2 separate regions of the Macaca mulatta genome follow, and region 2 is linked to region 1. A link is a contact called in public Hi-C data. All regions are on one chromosome and are shown on one strand. The core of a region is the stretch at or near the end of the contact, and the rest is flanking DNA. Distances in the headings are between cores, read along the strand shown. Region 1 holds the start of DHRS11 (dehydrogenase/reductase 11). Region 2 holds the start of PIGW (phosphatidylinositol glycan anchor biosynthesis class W).

What was found. A called contact is a pair of places that touch in the nucleus more often than the background predicts.
Region 2: a Hi-C map of blood shows a contact between it and region 1, with 2.7 times the contacts expected there. The contact joins the promoter of PIGW here to the promoter of DHRS11 in region 1. A contact is called at or near these places in 2 of 14 Hi-C or Micro-C datasets (blood and liver).

Annotation. Positions count from the first base shown.
Region 1 is chr16:47,694,526-47,699,168 of T2T-MMU8v2.0, forward strand. DHRS11 (dehydrogenase/reductase 11) reads right to left here and starts at 2,765. Exons shown (of 7, transcript NM_001194811.4): 1 at 2,405-2,765. The coding sequence starts at 2,551.
Region 2 is chr16:47,761,651-47,766,319 of T2T-MMU8v2.0, forward strand. PIGW (phosphatidylinositol glycan anchor biosynthesis class W) reads right to left here and starts at 2,714. Exons shown (of 2, transcript NM_001257700.1): 1 at 2,665-2,714; 2 at 1-292. The coding sequence starts at 284. It overlaps MYO19 (myosin XIX), which reads left to right and starts at 2,821. Exons shown (of 27, transcript XM_015119450.3): 1 at 2,821-3,476; 2 at 4,109-4,254.

The DNA of each region.
Region 1 (4,643 bases), core at 1,515-4,014:
AGGCTGAGGCACGAGAATCACTTGAACCCAGGAGGCAGAGGTTGCAGTGAGCTGAGGTCATGCCACTGCACTCCAGCCTGGGTGACAGAGCAAGACTCTGTCTCAAATAAATAAATAAATAAATAAATAAATTCGAGTCCTGGGTGGAGCAGGGGCCAGGGATCTAGGGAATGGAGAGCTCTCTCTTTTCTGCCTCTTCCCCAACAGGAATACCTCTTCTGCCCATAGGTAATATGCGCCTCTCCACCACTTCATGCTTCTCCACCAGCACCAAGAGTCACTGGTCTGGTTAACCCAGCTTCTTCTCCTGCATTGTGTCAGCCAGTCCCTCATCTCTGAACTATTCCCCTCCCCTCGCAAACTGCAGCCAGCTGGCTCAGAGTTCTCAGACATGCCTTTCAACCACGCCCAGCTGCCAGTCTTCTCTCCCTACCTAAAGGAGGGGTCACAAAGTCAGGACAGATTATTTCTCTCTGAGCCCTGGTGCACCACCCTCCCCTCTGAGGTTTCTCAGGAGACTATGAGGCAAGTCAGGTGGCAGGTGCCATTAGGCATGCCCTGTGCATCTCCAGGCCCTCAGCATGCCGAGAAAGACCTGAGAAGGCAGAGCCACTGAGAGGCAGCCCAGGGGGAAGCTGACATTCAGAGGCAAGAAGAAAACATGCTCTGTGGCCTTCTTTGGAAGCCAGTGACTGGGCACTTGAGCCTCATGAAGGTGACTGTGTAGACATGGGCGAGGGGGAGGAGGCACGCAGTGCCCTAGAGGAAGGGCAGCTTGGCCAGCTGCCCTGGCCTGGAGCCCCTTCCTCCTCCCAAGACAAGCCAGGAATAAAGGACTGGATCGGGTGTCTTGGGACATTCTTTTCTGCTTTAACTTTCTGTGAGTTCAAAAGGTATAGTCCTCTGAGAATCAGATACCCCCCTTTCACCAGATTTTACCCACATTTGATCACTTCAGGAAACAGGAGTTTTCTCTGTAGGAAGCGAGAACCCAAATTCTGCTTTAACATCAATGAATCAATCAATCAAAGCAGACTGTGGGCAAGGAAGCCTGCAGCTCTCCCCTCCCCTGGCACACATCTTCCCACTTCCTCCTCTAGACTCAAAACTCCTACCGCAAGAAAACCAGAAGGGATGTGCTCAGAATGTATTTCTCCCTGTCACTGCCTTCCTGTTGCTCCACCTGTGCCAGCTGATCTCCCTACCTCCCCTCAGTAATGATCTACATCATGTCATCACCCTCTCACAACAGGGGCATTCTCCTCTCAGACATGGAGTCACCCTGGGACTGAGTGATCGGCCTGGGGATCCCCTTGGGGCTCAGGCCCCACTTCCTGGCTAGCTTGCGGTAGGGGAGTAGGTGAGAAGGCAAGAGTCACTTCAGAACTAGGGAATCCAGTTGTTTAATCCCTGGCTTGATCCTCTGGGCTCCAAGGCTGGGGCTGGGTCCTGAGCTCCTCAGAATAGAATAAAGGGAGGGCAGAGTGGGGCAGTGATGGAGCCAGGTGACCTTGGGATTATCTGGGTTATAAAGTGTACCTTTGGTCAGCAGCAGGGGAGGGGACAGTCCTCCTTCCTGTATACCTTCTTCCTCTGCCCCCACCCAAGGCCTCCTTACCCTTTCCCTGCCTGAGGACTTTGAGCACGGTGGAGATAAAGCCCTGCAGCTAAGCACTAGCTCAACACTGAGAGTGAGCTTGCAGGGCACATCCAGAGAGAGCCTACGACAGAAATTCCTCCCTGCTCCAAAATGGCCATCTTGATTTTTCTCTTAATTCTGAGGGCTCCCAACCCCACGTCAAGAGAAGAGTAAGGAGTTCCAGGCTGCTTTATCCTCTCAAGGTTTCTGCCCTATTTCACCCACTCTGTTCGCCCCAGGAGAGTGGAGGAAGGCCCACTAATGAATATTCCATTCATTCCTCATGCCACTGGGCATGAGTTACCCACGAGGTGAGGGGGCGGGGCTGAGGCTCTTCAGTAAAGCTCCCACCCCTAACCCCACCCTCAGTTCTGGCTCCTGCCCATCTAGTTGGCCAGCCACCTTGCCCTGCGTGGTAGGTGACTTCTGGGGATTAGAGGCACTTGGCCACCGGGGGTGAGAAGGCCACAGGGGTGAGACCACCATTCCCGACCTCCGGTTTCCCCTTTCCTCGGGCCAATACCCTAGGCAGAAGCGAGGGGCGGGCGGCGAGATGCCAGGGTCGGAGATTCGGTAACTCGAGCAGGGGCTGTCAGGGGAAACGGCTCCTTCAAAGACGAGACTTAAGGGGAAGGGAGAAACCTGCCTTAAGGGATCCGAGAGGCCGCCCCCACTACAGCAAAGGGCCCCGGCATGGCGGGCAAGTGAATCCGACTCCGGGGAAACGACCCGCCCGCGGCGTCCCCGTCCCCGGCCCGGTCTCACCTCGATGTTGCTCACGGTGCGGGCGCAGCCCACCACCTTCAGTCCCTGCTGGACCAGGGCCCGGGCCACGGCCGCGCCGATGCCCCCCGAGGCCCCCGTCACCAGCGCCAGCCGGTCGCGCCACCGCTCCATGCCGGGCCTGGCCATGGGCCCGCGCCGCCCGCCCACCTCGCTGGACGAGGGCGGCACCGGGGTCGAGGAGCTGACGCCCGGCCGCTCTTCTGCCGCCGCCGCCGACCTGCTGGCGTCCGAGCCGCGCCTCGACCCACCAGAGTCCGGGCCTGCCTCCGACCGGGACTCCACCCTCAGGCCCCCGGCGATCCGCCGCATCCAGTCGGAGGCCGCCGCGGCCCGGCCGCCCCGCCCTCTGAGGGAAGTCCCCGCCCCTTCCGCCCCTCCCGCCCCTCCGCCCCTCCCGCGCCTCCGCCCCGCCCCGGCGTAGGGAAACCGAGCTGCGCGGGAGCGTCCTGGCAGCTGGCGGCGCCGTTTCCCCAGTGAGCGCTTCCCTTTGGGGTCAGGGAAACCGAGGTTTAGCGCGGGGATCCCTCCAGCCCCAAGGGCGCATACTGAAGCGTCCCGCTTAGTCTCCGTTCTCTACTCCTGAACCCTAATGCCAGGATGAGGAATTAAGGGCACTTAAGGTGACTCCAACACTCTTCCACACCCTCCCAAACCCGCCGGTGGCTGATCGGAAGGGATTCAGCCCAGAAAACGCCGAGTGTCTCCGCCATCAACGCTGGGTGACCTTGGGAAGGACTCATTCACCCTACCTGATCCCTTGGCTGTATTAGCCACGGAAAACTGAAACACTCCCAAGTACACGTGTACTGGGGAATTCTGTCCCTAAATGGCCCACCGTGTCCAACTGCCCTAGACCCCCACGCTTACCCCTACCCTACTGTAGCAGATGTATCATGATATATGCCAAAGATTAAAACAGTACCTAATATTTGTTGCTTATGGTGTAGCAGGCATTTTAAATATAGTAACGAATCTGCACAACCGCTCTGAGATAGCACATATTGGTATCTTAATTTTAAAGATGAGTATACTGAAGTAGTGAAGCATGCTTTGGGCCACAGGCAGTCCAGTCTTAGGCCAGGGATGTGCTCCTAAACTGTCTTCACATCATTATCGCTTCTTGGGTTGTTGGTTTTGTTCAGAGCAGAGCTCGCTTTGCTAAAAGTGCTGAAAACTGCGTACTTAATATAGCCATTCTCTTAAAGAAAAAGCATCTTTGAATAACCACCTGACTCCCTTCCAGCAAGCAATGGAGTAAGCAGTGAATGTGACTTGTTTATTCATTCAAAAACACTCATTTGCCTATCTTGTGTTTGGCCCCAATGGCAAAGATTAAAACTGAATTAAAACAGCCTTTGCTTTTAGGGATCTCAAAAGAACATTTGACTCTAACAGTGGTGAAGAGGGGATTCGCCTCTGAGCCAAGGGCTGTGGGAGACCCACAGTCATATTTTAGATTCTGGGATGAAATCAAAAAGGGTCCAAGAGGAGTCCTTCTACCTCTGCCTCATTCCTATACAACATTTAGATTTGAAAAACAACTCAGGAAGTGGATCCAAGAAATGACACTATGAAAATTCAATCTAAGTTTCTGCTGCTACCCACTTGAAATCTAACTCAAAATCTGATTAAAAGCACATAAAATTCACTCCACCTCCATTGCACAGAAGTACTGATTGTCCCACAGTTTGTATGCTGCCACCAAGTATTATAAACATGTAGACACAAATCTCTAAGCATCACGTGTCTACCGAGCTATTTGACTCGATCTTTTAAATGTCAGCAAAATGCTATTCCTGGGGGAAACTCTCTCCTTCGGTACTCACAGCTGTGACAGCAGTAAACTGTAAGACCACAGTGACTTTGTTACTGGACACCAGATAAGGCTGAACCTCACATGCACAGCCCACAACGTGGTTAGCACTCAGTGCAGCCTTCTGAGCCCAGTCTTACATGTTGAGCAATTACTTATCCAGCAACCCTTGGTTGAAATTCTGCCAAGTTTTGTTTTTATTCTTCTAGGTCAATATGAACCTCTGAATTTAAGAGGTACTTTGTATTATGTATTAGGGAACTTTTAATAAAGCAGTTAAAGTCTCATGGGAAAGTAAGATGTTAGCGAGTATTTAAAGTATCTCCTTAAAAGAAAAAGACTGGAAAACTGCTTTTCTCAGTTGTCAATTCTCATCAAAGGAAGATTTTTGTCTTCAACAGTCTG
Region 2 (4,669 bases), core at 1,464-3,963, 67 kb after region 1:
CAGAACAACCCTGCCCCAAAGATAATTACAGCAAGAAGCTCAAGGAGGATAAATGAAGCCCAAATGGTCAAAGTGGCTACCATGGGAACTATTAGGACAACAAAGTCAATGAAGAATCTAGTTTTCCAGGTATGTGAGAAAGAGCACAAGTACTGTGAGAAAATGATCAGGAACCCTCTGCACAGGATACAGAATGCAGGAAAGCACAATCCCTGGGTGATTTCCAGCACGGTGGTTCCATTGAGGTTACTAACAAAAGCTTCCTTCATCTGCTTTTGAGACATTTTTCTTCCTGTGAAAACAAGAGCAAAGGAATGGATTTGTGAAAAGCAACATTCTTGTGTAATTAGCATACCTGGCTTAATTTTACTAGATTTCAGAGAAGAACTTTGGGCCCTAATGAGTTCACCTAGGATTTGTGATTCCCCTTCCAAGGATTGTGGGATGAAGCTTAACACTAATGCATTTGGATAGAAATGTCATACTAATAGTATGAAATTATTGGTTACAAAGCTTCAGCTATTCCCTGTACAAGACAGATTCACAAAGAAAGTGAATTTGGGGCCGGGCGCAGTGGCTCACACCTGCAATCCTAGCACTTTGGGAGGCCGAGGTGGGAGGATCACCTGAGGTCAGGAGTTCGAGACTAGCCTGGTCAACATGGCAAAACCCCGTCTCCACTAAAAATACAAAAATTAGCCAGGCATGATGGCACCCGCCTGTAATCCCAGCTACTTGGGAGGCTGAGGCAGGAGAATCGCTTGAACCGGGGAGGTGGAGGTTGGAGTGAGCCGAGATTGTGCCATTGCACTCCAGCCTAGGCCACAGAGTGAGACTCCGTCTCAAAAAAAAAAAAAAAAAAAAAAAAGGAAAAGAAAGCGAATTTGGGATGTAAACTCTGAGAATGGCATCATAGACAGATGGGAATTTCTATTATGGAGCACAGTACATACCATGAAGATTCTTTGATGAAAATTGAATAGACTTTACTAATGACTTTAATGCAAATTCAAAGGCTAGGGGCGAAGTACATTTTGAAGTTGGGGGCCTTGGTTCCAGTTCAGAGCCTCTCTAAACCTACTGCCTCGGTACAAAATGTGACCCCTGCAGTGATTTCTGGATCCCCAGGCTGCTCCTTCCCTCATTTACAGACAGCTACGTTTTCAAGTTAGGATGGAAGTAGGTACGATGGGTGCAATTAAGAATGGATGTATAGCACATACTAGTGTTGGCTGCTCTTTTATTAAGGGCTGCAAAACACCTCTGAATGCCACACATAATTGTCTGAAAAACGGCATACTGGAAGAACACATTTGTTGGTCAAACATGAACCTAGAGCTTCTCAGTGTAACATGAAGTGAATAAGTAAGTGAATGCATGCATGCATTATGGCCTGTCTGCAACCTGCGACAATACCTCACAGTTGACCATTAAAAATAATGGTCAAATCAGTGGATCATTAAAAATAAAAAGTCCTAGCCGAGAGCAGTGGCTCAGGCCTGTAATCCTAGCGCTTTGGGAGGAGAGAGGATCGCTTGAGGCCAGGAGTGAAAAAAAAGAAAAATTAAAAATTAGCTGAGCGTGGTGGTGCGCGCCTGTAATCCCAGCTACTTGGGAGGCTGAGGCAGGAGAATCGCTTGAACCGGGGAGGTGGAGGTTGGAGTGAGCCGAGATTGTGCCATTGCACTCCAGCCTAGGCCACAGAGTGAGACTCCGTCTCAAAAAAAAAAAAAAAAAAAAAAAAGGAAAAGAAAGCGAATTTGGGATGTAAACTCTGAGAATGGCATCATAGACAGATGGGAATTTCTATTATGGAGCACAGTACATACCATGAAGATTCTTTGATGAAAATTGAATAGACTTTACTAATGACTTTAATGCAAATTCAAAGGCTAGGGGCGAAGTACATTTTGAAGTTGGGGGCCTTGGTTCCAGTTCAGAGCCTCTCTAAACCTACTGCCTCGGTACAAAATGTGACCCCTGCAGTGATTTCTGGATCCCCAGGCTGCTCCTTCCCTCATTTACAGACAGCTACGTTTTCAAGTTAGGATGGAAGTAGGTACGATGGGTGCAATTAAGAATGGATGTATAGCACATACTAGTGTTGGCTGCTCTTTTATTAAGGGCTGCAAAACACCTCTGAATGCCACACATAATTGTCTGAAAAACGGCATACTGGAAGAACACATTTGTTGGTCAAACATGAACCTAGAGCTTCTCAGTGTAACATGAAGTGAATAAGTAAGTGAATGCATGCATGCATTATGGCCTGTCTGCAACCTGCGACAATACCTCACAGTTGACCATTAAAAATAATGGTCAAATCAGTGGATCATTAAAAATAAAAAGTCCTAGCCGAGAGCAGTGGCTCAGGCCTGTAATCCTAGCGCTTTGGGAGGAGAGAGGATCGCTTGAGGCCAGGAGTGAAAAAAAAGAAAAATTAAAAATTAGCTGAGCGTGGTGGTGCGCGCCTGTAATCCCAGCCACTCGCCAGGCTGAGGGGGGAAGATCGCTTGAGCTCAGAGGTTGAAGGCTGCAGTGAGCCGAGATCGCGCCACTGCACTCCTACCTGGGCAACAGAGGGAGACTCCGTCTCTTAAAAAATAAACATAAAAAGTCTTTTTCCTGACAGACGCCCGACCTGGCCGCGCCCTGCCCGTATACCTCACGTGCTTCAACTGGTGCCGGCGCCCCCAGCAGAGGGTCTACGTGGGCAGGGCCGCCGGACTCCCGCGGCAAACGCCAAACCACGCGGACACCAGCCGCTTCCGCCTCCCGCGCGGCGCTTCCGCCAACGGGGGCAGCTTGCACTTCCGGGCCAGCAGGTTCCGCGCGTCTCCGCCCATGATGGCGCTGGTCCCAGTGTCCCGTGGGCTACCCACTCCTGTCCTTATGTCCTTTGGGCTGGTGCAGGCCAGATCTTCTAGGGCTGTAGCCCTGAGAGGAGCGCCTGCAGAGGAAACGGCGCGCCATGCACCTCACGCGGCCCCTCAGACCTCACGGCGAGGCCCTATCGGGGTAATGGGGTCCGCGGGACCCGCACAAGACTCTGCCGCGGCGACCTCTACTGAAAGACCCCCAGCCCTGGGGGCGCCCGAAGGCCCAGGAAACTGTGCTTCCGCGCTTCTCCCCCAGAACGTGGGAAGCTGCCGCTTTACCCTCATTTTACTCCTGGGTCGCAAAACATCTCACCGTCGATGGAACCCGCAAGCCGGACCCGGCGTCCCGGCCAAGCCCCACGCGGCGAGTGCGCGCCCCGCCCCTGGGGAGGAGCCGGCCGACCCCCGGCCACTTAGCTAGAGCCGCAGCCGACGGGGTGCGGTGCGGCGGTCCCAGCTTCCTCTCCTCACTGCTTGCTCCTGCTCCTCCTCTTTTCTCCCCTCCCCGTGTTCTTCCCGCCGCCTGACCTAGCCCGCCCGCCTTTCCAGTCTGGCCGGGCGGGGGCCTTAAGCACGGCGGCTCGGGCCGTGGGACCGGTGAGTGTCACCCCGAGCCCAGATCTGAAGCCCTTCGCGACGCGGAAGGGGCTTGGGAGGCCAGTTTGCCCCGCAGCGCTGAGGCAGGAGGCATCTCCACCTCCCCTTCCAAAGCGCCGTTTCCCTTCTTTCTTCCCTTTTCCTTTTGACCGTCTTGTGCCTCACGAGGGGGTAGCCCAGCTCTTCGCTCTCGTTTGAAACAACCTTTCTTGATCACCCTCCACCTTGCCACCTGGCCGGCAGGGGGCGGCCTGGGTGGGGAGAGGGTACTTGCTCCACTCTTCGCCCAGCTCAGGACCCCGGGAGGGGGCGGCTGCGCCCTTGGCTGGGGTCACGTCCACCTTCCTGGGAAGGACATACTCTCCCCGTGCCAGGTGCTTCCGGAACGGCATCCCAGCCCTGGGTTTGGCGGCACGTCGCACGGACCGGGAGTCCCCGGTTTCCCCCGGGAACCTGGGGGCGGAGCCAGCTGGTCTCACGAGACCCTTACCCAGACTTTCTCAGCGTCTGCCCACCCACTGTCCTCCATGCCTAGAAAGAAACAGGCTGAGAAGGAGGGACTGGTGATCAGGTTGCCACTTGCCTTGATTCGGTGTTCCATTTACTCATTACCTTCTCCCTTCTGCCCACAGTGGTCACACCCTTTCCAGAAATTTTTGGCTGGTAACCGCAAAACCGACTGGAGCTGGGAGAACTGCAGAAAACTGCTCTGATCTCACTTGACTCCAGCTGGGAGCTGATGCTGCATCGTGATAACATTTGCAAAGCGCTCTCACAGGTATTAGCCCCTTTGATCCTTCATTTAGCCGTGTGAGATCTGGATATTATCACTCCGTTTTATAAACGAGGAAACAGAGTAAGGCTTAGACAGTTCTTGGGTTCTGTGCCAGGGGCCTTGGGCTTTGGATTCAAACCCCAAACCTGTTGTGCTGCGCCTCTGGACCTATTGCTTCAGATGAGTTCCCAGTTGAAAGAGCTTTGTTCTCTGGAGCCCTCTGCATGGCTGTCCCTTGGATGGGGTACAGTCAGTGTCCAGGGTCAGTGTGTCCAGCACAGTCCTGATGCCTGTTTCCACCTGAATTGTCCTTTTTCCAGCTTCTATGGAAGTCCCTATCCCTGCGTTTTTTAAAGACTTGATGTGTTCAGAGCCTCAAGAAAGTCTCCACCAGCGTTAATCCATTGCAGGCACGCCT